2 separate regions of the Sus scrofa genome follow, and region 2 is linked to region 1. The links are chromatin contacts, called in public HiChIP or PLAC-seq maps. All regions are on one chromosome and are shown on one strand. The core of a region is the stretch at or near the end of the contact, and the rest is flanking DNA. Distances in the headings are between cores, read along the strand shown. Region 1 overlaps ZBTB20 (zinc finger and BTB domain-containing protein 20). Region 2 overlaps ZBTB20 (zinc finger and BTB domain-containing protein 20).

Evidence for each region. HiChIP or PLAC-seq counts read pairs in DNA pulled down with a chosen protein or histone mark.
Region 2: a contact with region 1 is called in an H3K27ac HiChIP or PLAC-seq map of alveolar macrophages. The contact joins two enhancer-like sites. A contact is called at or near these places in 4 of 47 Hi-C or Micro-C datasets (embryonic fibroblasts, epiblast stem cells, fetal skeletal muscle and 1 more) and 2 of 2 datasets of contacts at active chromatin or transcription factors (alveolar macrophages and skeletal muscle).

What each region holds. Positions count from the first base shown.
Region 1 is chr13:144,904,559-144,907,787 of Sscrofa11.1, forward strand. All of the region lies in intron 2 of ZBTB20 (zinc finger and BTB domain-containing protein 20), which reads left to right. Among named protein-coding and RNA genes, the nearest start is that of ZBTB20, 50 kb to the left of the region's middle. Within about 2 kb of position 1,758, at least 19 of the 83 cell types and tissues checked have an H3K27ac peak or open chromatin away from gene starts, as enhancers often do. A contact at or near this core is called in alveolar macrophages and subcutaneous adipose tissue, where this site is marked.
Region 2 is chr13:145,593,974-145,597,724 of Sscrofa11.1, forward strand. All of the region lies in intron 6 of ZBTB20 (zinc finger and BTB domain-containing protein 20), which reads left to right. Among named protein-coding and RNA genes, the nearest start is that of DRD3, 170 kb to the right of the region's middle. Within about 2 kb of position 2,313, at least 47 of the 83 cell types and tissues checked have an H3K27ac peak or open chromatin away from gene starts, as enhancers often do. A contact at or near this core is called in alveolar macrophages and subcutaneous adipose tissue, where this site is marked.

The DNA of each region.
Region 1 (3,229 bases), core at 508-3,007:
TAGGACAGTTTCCTTTTAGTCTGTTACTGTTTATTTATGCTTGGGGAGGGAGGAGTAGGGGGCTGGCCATCTTTTTACAAAGTGGAAGCTATGAAGTGTATCAGGCCATCTTGTGCAACAACTGTAAGTATTCATTTAACATTTCGGCGACTATAAATAAGGTATTTGTTATTTCAAACATAGTTTTGAGGTGCTTTCTTTTTCCTTTATTATTTACTTTTCTTTTTTATGTTGGGAAAAGTTGTATTCACAACTAGCTGACATTGTTGAAGAGTTTTCCCAGAACAGTGCTCTTCAAAATTCAAAGTAGTTAAATAGGTCCATTTGAAATGGTCTCCTAATGGAGTTTTATTTAGATTTGTCTGAAAGTAAAACTGCTATTCATTTGATAAAAATTAAGTCAGGTGGTAAGATATGCAAATGTTTTCAGCATGCACATTGGCAATGATAGAAAATGGATGCTAATCTATAGAGATCTTTGATAATAACAATCACCTTTTTCATAATAAATTATTTATTTACTAGAAGTGGCAGACTTTTTTTTTTTCCTTCTTCTTCTTCTTCTTTTTTTTTTTTAATTCCATTAGGCCTCTCTGACAACACAAAGAAGTCCATAAAGCAATATTCTTAACCCACCTGGGACGCTAGAGCAGATTCCCAAACACATTCTCAAGGTTCAAACATAGCAAAATGTTTATTAAAAATCCATTATTCCAAGAGGGTGGTGAACTTTTGCTAAGTCTTTTTTTCTCTTTCTTTTAAAAAATTTATTCAGAGACTTTTAATTTGCTTATGTTGCCTAAACTGTCTTTTAAGCTGGAAGGCCAGCTTTGACCAAGAGTAGTACAAATGCTGAGTACAGTCAGGTCCAATCAGGGGACTTTGAGGGTAGTCTATTGAAAGTCTGTGTTAATATGGTATGCGATATATGTGTGATTTTCCTCCATTTCAGACTCCTGCCCCCAAAATTTGTTTTAAAACTAATATATCAAAAGTGTGCATGTCTCACGCACCTGTCATTTTCTATATCAACATTGTGAGACCTGCCTAAATTCTACTCTTTTTTTCAAAGGAAATCTTTAATGTGTTTCTTGTCTAGCAATTCTCTTTTTCTGTACAAATGTATATGAGGAGATACATGTGTGCATATATGTACATTTATGTACATAGTCTTATACAGGTATGGATAAAGAAATCAGATTCTTTGCAGACATGACATCTTAAAATTTCATATTAAGCATATTTATGTTAATTAGAAGCAAACAAAAAACAAAGAGGTTTTTAAGGGAAGATAAGAATTTCTTTTTACCTTCTAGAAAGAATAAAAGAGTAAATAAACATTTAGTCATTTTTATGGTTGGCTTGATTTTTAGAATGTGTGTATGTTTTCTTTTGCATTATAATTCTTAGCCTTCAGTAGATCTAAAATATTTTTAGTATGAAAAAATAATCTTAGCCTTTTCTGGGAGGGACTGTCACAATCAAAATACAGCAGGATATTATAAAATGTGCATAAGTAAACTTAAAACCAGTGTACTCTACTATATAGGGATTTGGAAACCTGAAAGGCTTGCGTCACAGGAGGGCTATAGAGTGCCGGAAGAATTCATTAACCAGCCTTGCTGGTTATGGTGGGCTTTTCCTTTCAGCACATGAAATCTGCCTGTTGAAAGCCCTGAAGTCTTGGTCAGGTCACAGTGTGTTTCGTTTTAATGTTGGAGCAGACAGTTATCTAACACACCCACATGAGGAAGTGCTCTAAAGCAGTTATTTCATGCTTCGCCATGCCCTGTAGCTAAAACAATTTGGTACTGAGTGACGTGTGTGCTTTTTAACTCTTATTCGATGAAAATCAGCTTTGGCTCCTTGAAAAGGACCAAAACGGTGGAATGCAAGACAGTGTGATTCAAATGCTAAGCACATGCTGATTTAAACTTCTTTTCTTTAACGTAAGGGAAGAAACACTGTGGTTATTTTTAATATAAAGATTATATAGCAATTTCTTAGATTTTATTAAGATTTCAAAACTTTTGAGTACTTTCCTTCTTCACATTTTTCTCCTGAAGCCTACATTCATCAAAAGGATAGCAGCTGCATTCGTCCCCCTGAAATGTGAACAAATAAATGATATTCCTGCTTATTTATCTATTTTTGAATTTTAATGATTAGTCCTTGTGCTAATTAACAAATTCCTATATTCATAAAATCTGGCACTTCATAAATATCCAATTGTGTGATTATTTACACATGTTCTGGCTTTCTATAAATATTAAAATTATCAGGAATGTGTTCATAAAACTTTCCCAAGCTTGAGTAGTAGCTAGTCTGCTGCCATTTAAGAAGTCGAGTTCCTACCAGGGCAAATGCTTTTCCCTAGAGTCTGGCAAAGTGTGTGGAAGCAGCATCTGGCTGATAGCGCCTACTAGTGATCTTTCTGGCAAAAGGAAGGACTGATGTTGACACTCTTTGAATGCTGCTAGTTCCAATCTTCTTCAGTTTCAAGGCTGGCCTCTTTAGGTCTAAAAGTTGATAATGGATATTAGAGCTGACTTGTCCTGGAGGCCACTTTAGAAATACATTTCAATAAACTACATTTTTCAGTGGAAAATTTACTTTAATTTATATAAAAAATAAAATAGTGCGTTCATCCTAAATTCCTTTGCCAGTGAGAATCTAATTAGTATAAAAAGTTGCATGGCGCTAAAAAGAAAACCTAAGTATTTTAATTCATATGGCCATGTAACTGTTGCAAGCACATTATAGAAATTATGTATTACTCACATAGAAATAGTTCATTCTACATCAAGGACAATAAACACTAGCAGTTGAGCAAATGCGTATGTGCCAAAGTTATTATTAAATTAGGAATCAACCGTTTTAGATGATTTTTTTCATATTGTATAAGCTATTTTGGCTAGCTTATGCAACCTCTAGATATTATTTACAATGTTATTGGAGTCAGTAATGGCCATTTGATTCTTTGCTCCAAATTTTCAAATCACATATATGATTTCTGGGTTATTTGGCAAAACTCAAAATTTACAATTTTCTTAAAAACCTATGTTTCATGCATTTTCATTGCTTAAGTAATTTCTAGCATTTTGAGGAATCCTCAGGGATTATAGCCAGTGCCAAATAACAAGGAAAATCCTTTTAATTCTTTACCAAAGCCCCAAAGGCAGTATCTATATCCTTGAAATTCTAGAGGATGCTTGAATTCATATGTTTT
Region 2 (3,751 bases), core at 1,063-3,562, 690 kb after region 1:
ACTAAAATTTATTGGGCATTTACTATGTGCCAGGCACTGTTCTAGGGACTAGGGGTGTGGCACCAAACAAAACAACCAAAATCCCTGCTCTCACAGACCTTATAGTAGATTTTCTTCCCCCATAAATATCAAGTAGACAAAATAGGTACATGGACACTAAGAATTGATTTCATTTTATTTGTCATATCTTTCCTTCCAGAAAGTATAATTGGGAGGAAAGGAGTGAAAGAAACAGGGGCAGGGAAGGGGTATGCCGATTGTTTCCCCCTCACCCGTCACACACACAAAACCCCAGAACCATTCTTTGCCCTGATACGTGGCCCAGGAGCCCAACCTCTCTGGACTGTGTTACTCAGGCTGCCTTCTTCTCTGGCTTCTCTTTGAATTTGGCCAAAAGGGTGGGATCAGCAAGAGATGGGAGAGTAGGAGAGGTATTTATTAGCCCAGCTTCAGCTCTGACTGGATGTAGGGTCCTCTACACATTTCCTCCTTCGGTTCAGCAGCTTAAAGCTGAGATTAACAACTTCCCCCTACTGCTAGTCCCTGGTGCTTCTCATCCCTTGAGGGTCCCCAGCCCCTTCTCTACCTCAGTATCGAGTCCTTTCATTCAACTCTCCTCGGTTAAAACCTCTGAGTGTGCCATCTGGTTCTTGCCAAGATCCTGCCTGATACAGGGAGAGAAATATACTGAAAAACATTATAAATCAACCTTGCCAAGAAGGTTAAAAAAACTGAGAGAATAAAATATCTTAATCATGAAAACATCTTAAATGGACCTGAGAACATTAGACCAAGTGATGAAAGGATAAACTGTAGAAAACGTGATAAGCTGGAGTGCCAAAGGTTGGTTTCAATGAAAAGACCGTAGTGCTCAGGTTTGCTGGGCTTCTCTAGGCCAAGTGTAGCTTTCTTGACCCTCAGCTTCAAGAGGAGCTAATGGTAGAGCAGCAGCAACAAGCCACATGTGAGCAGAAAGATGTGTCAGGAGGGCGATACAGTAAAATCCAAATGTTGAAGAAGGGATTGCTCACCCTAGATTCTTTCTGCCTTTGCTACAATTACCATCCATTTGCCCCTGACCTGATCTAGATATTAAAAAGGTTACTAAGATAAAGGAAGTACCTCCTTATAGCTGAAATGATGAAAACCACAGAACTGACACTCTGTGAAAGAGCTACCATCACGGGGCACTCCGTGTGCCAGCACTGTGCCACTCTCTTATAGGAATTATCTCATGTAATCCTCACATCAGCCCTTAGAACTTACCTTTTAAGGTAAGTTCTATTATTTCCATTTTATGGATGAAAAAACTGAGGCCCAGAGAAGCAAAGGAATGTCCCTAGGGCACACAGCTACTGGATGGTGTACCTCAGGTCTACCACCAACCTCCACTGGGGTATTTTGGTACCACCTCCCCTATGCCCCCCTCCCCAAGCCTCTTCCATGCACCACTGGGAAAGAGAGAAAGGAAATGGTTACCAAGCCAAAAAAAATCAGGGCGGGGGCACAGAGGAGGGGTTGATGAGGAGGGTCATGGGTCAAAGTTGTCATGATCCAATGACTGTTTATCAAAAGGAGGTTCTGACTAATTCTTTTCCATCCAGCCAGGCTGATAAGTGAAAGGCACATTAATGTGCAGGAAAGGGTGGGAACTGAGCGAGAAGAGAAAACTGGGAGAGGGAGACAGAAGAGAATACTCTCCTCTCAGCAGCCCCTAGAGACTGATGAGAACTCGCACAGATAAAATATTTATTTTCCATATGTTGCAGCAAGCATTGCCATCACTGTATGTGTGCAATATGTGCAAAGACGTGTGAAATCTATACATCAAATGCCACCGATCTAGTTAATTTCCATGTATTTAACATGCTTAATACCTCCCATCTCCTCAATATGTTTTCATGTATATTTCTTTCCCCATACAATATGGTCTGGTAAGGAGAGAGCCAACATCATCCACAACCTTACTCACTGCTATGTTTCAGCCCAAAACGTGTTGCCAGGGCCAGCATGATGAGAGTTAAAAACCAGTAGATCCTGCTGGCTAACTCAGCTGCCCTGTCACCTTAAAACACCTCCCTAGTTTGTGAAGCAGCCTTTTTCTCATAACAGAAAGGTTTGCAGTGGGGAGATGAAAATGTTTTTGTTCTCTTTGGACAATTGGGAGATAGTCAGAAGGTCAGAACTGACCGTTGAAAGGCAGGTGCCTACGGCCACACTTTTTCTTTTTCTTTTTTTTTTTTTTTTGAATGCAGAGCTCCACCAGTGTGGCGGGAGGAAGTGCACAATGATTGGTCTGTTTCTCTGTGGAAGTGTTCAGGGTACACCCAGTTTTGCTTTGCATATATTTACGAAACATCTGCCCTTTTCTTGTTCTTAAATCCTTCCCCCTCACCAGCCCCCTTTCCCCTTTCTCCCAGTTTCTTTCTTTGTTGTCGTTGGCTCGTCTAACTTTTTCATTGGAGCTTTCATTTTCCGGTTGAGGGGCGACTTCATCAGAGTGTATAATTTTAACATTGAGGGAGAGAGGTTGGGAGGGAGAGAGGGTGAGAGAGAGAGAGATTGAGAAGAAGAGAGAGAGAAACTGAAAAGAAAGAAAGAGGCTAAGCGGCCAGAGCTTGGCAAACCAACCTTTGGCATGGTGACCAGGAGGAAGGTTCTGGTCTGGTGAGGAGTTCGCCTGACAAGCTGCCTGGAGTCATCCGGTGTGCTGCTGCCCTCTAAAGGCTCCAGGGGATAATGCACAGCCACCGGGGCTGGGAGAGACTTGCCCTCAGATGTGCCATGTTTATATAATTCTTTTACACAACCAAAGAAGGTTATTTGCAACTAATTACTACATGAGTTACTTTTTCCTCCTTAATAAACTACGAACTGCAAAAATAGGGTCAAAACGACATCTGTGCATGTCTAGACTTAGATTGTTGTTGTCTTAGTGTTTCCCAGCTCTGGAAAAAGGGAGTCTAGAATTATTGGAGAAGAGTGAGGTGGGAAAGGAATTGTTTCTAAGGAGAGTGAGTGGATCTCTGTTATCTGTGCAGGAGTATAAGTGAATGACACTAGGCAAACAGAGGGGTGAGGCCAAAGGGTTGAGGCTTCAGTATTTTCTACACATAGAAGTGGTTGCAATGCCTCTATGCTATGTTCTCCAGAGGTGACCCTTGAGACAACAAACAGGAGGGTATGGTGCCCGACTCATGTAGGAAGCAGAATCAAATCTATGGAGGGAAGCAAGGCCATTGATAAAAAGAACAATGCAACTTTTGCAAAGTTAAAAGAGCAATGTTGGTGAGTTGGCCATGTACTCTTGTTTGAAAGAGACATTCCTTAATTCCCTGAAACACACAGCTGAAGGCTTTGTCCATGAGCATCTTAAATATTTTTTCTAAGTGATATCTGTCACTAGTGTTTCATCCTGATATTTAAATGACTCATGAGGACCAGCCTAGCTTTAGTGAGCAAAATGGTCCTACTCTGATCAGATGCCCTTCATGGGTTCAGAGGAAAAACAGCCAATCAAGGTAGATTTCACTGCTGCATAAGGAGTAGGAGACTTAATTGGGATTCAGACTATAGCTATTCTCGAAATAAACTTTCATTTCAACTCAATTTCATTCCATCAACAAACCTATATTGAATGACAGCTTTGTCTAAGCTACTCTGCTTAACAGTATACATTAGACCGCAAGTCTGGGAGGGCAGAAACCAGCTTGTTTTATTTCCTAGCTCATGCTGGCACATCATAGACACA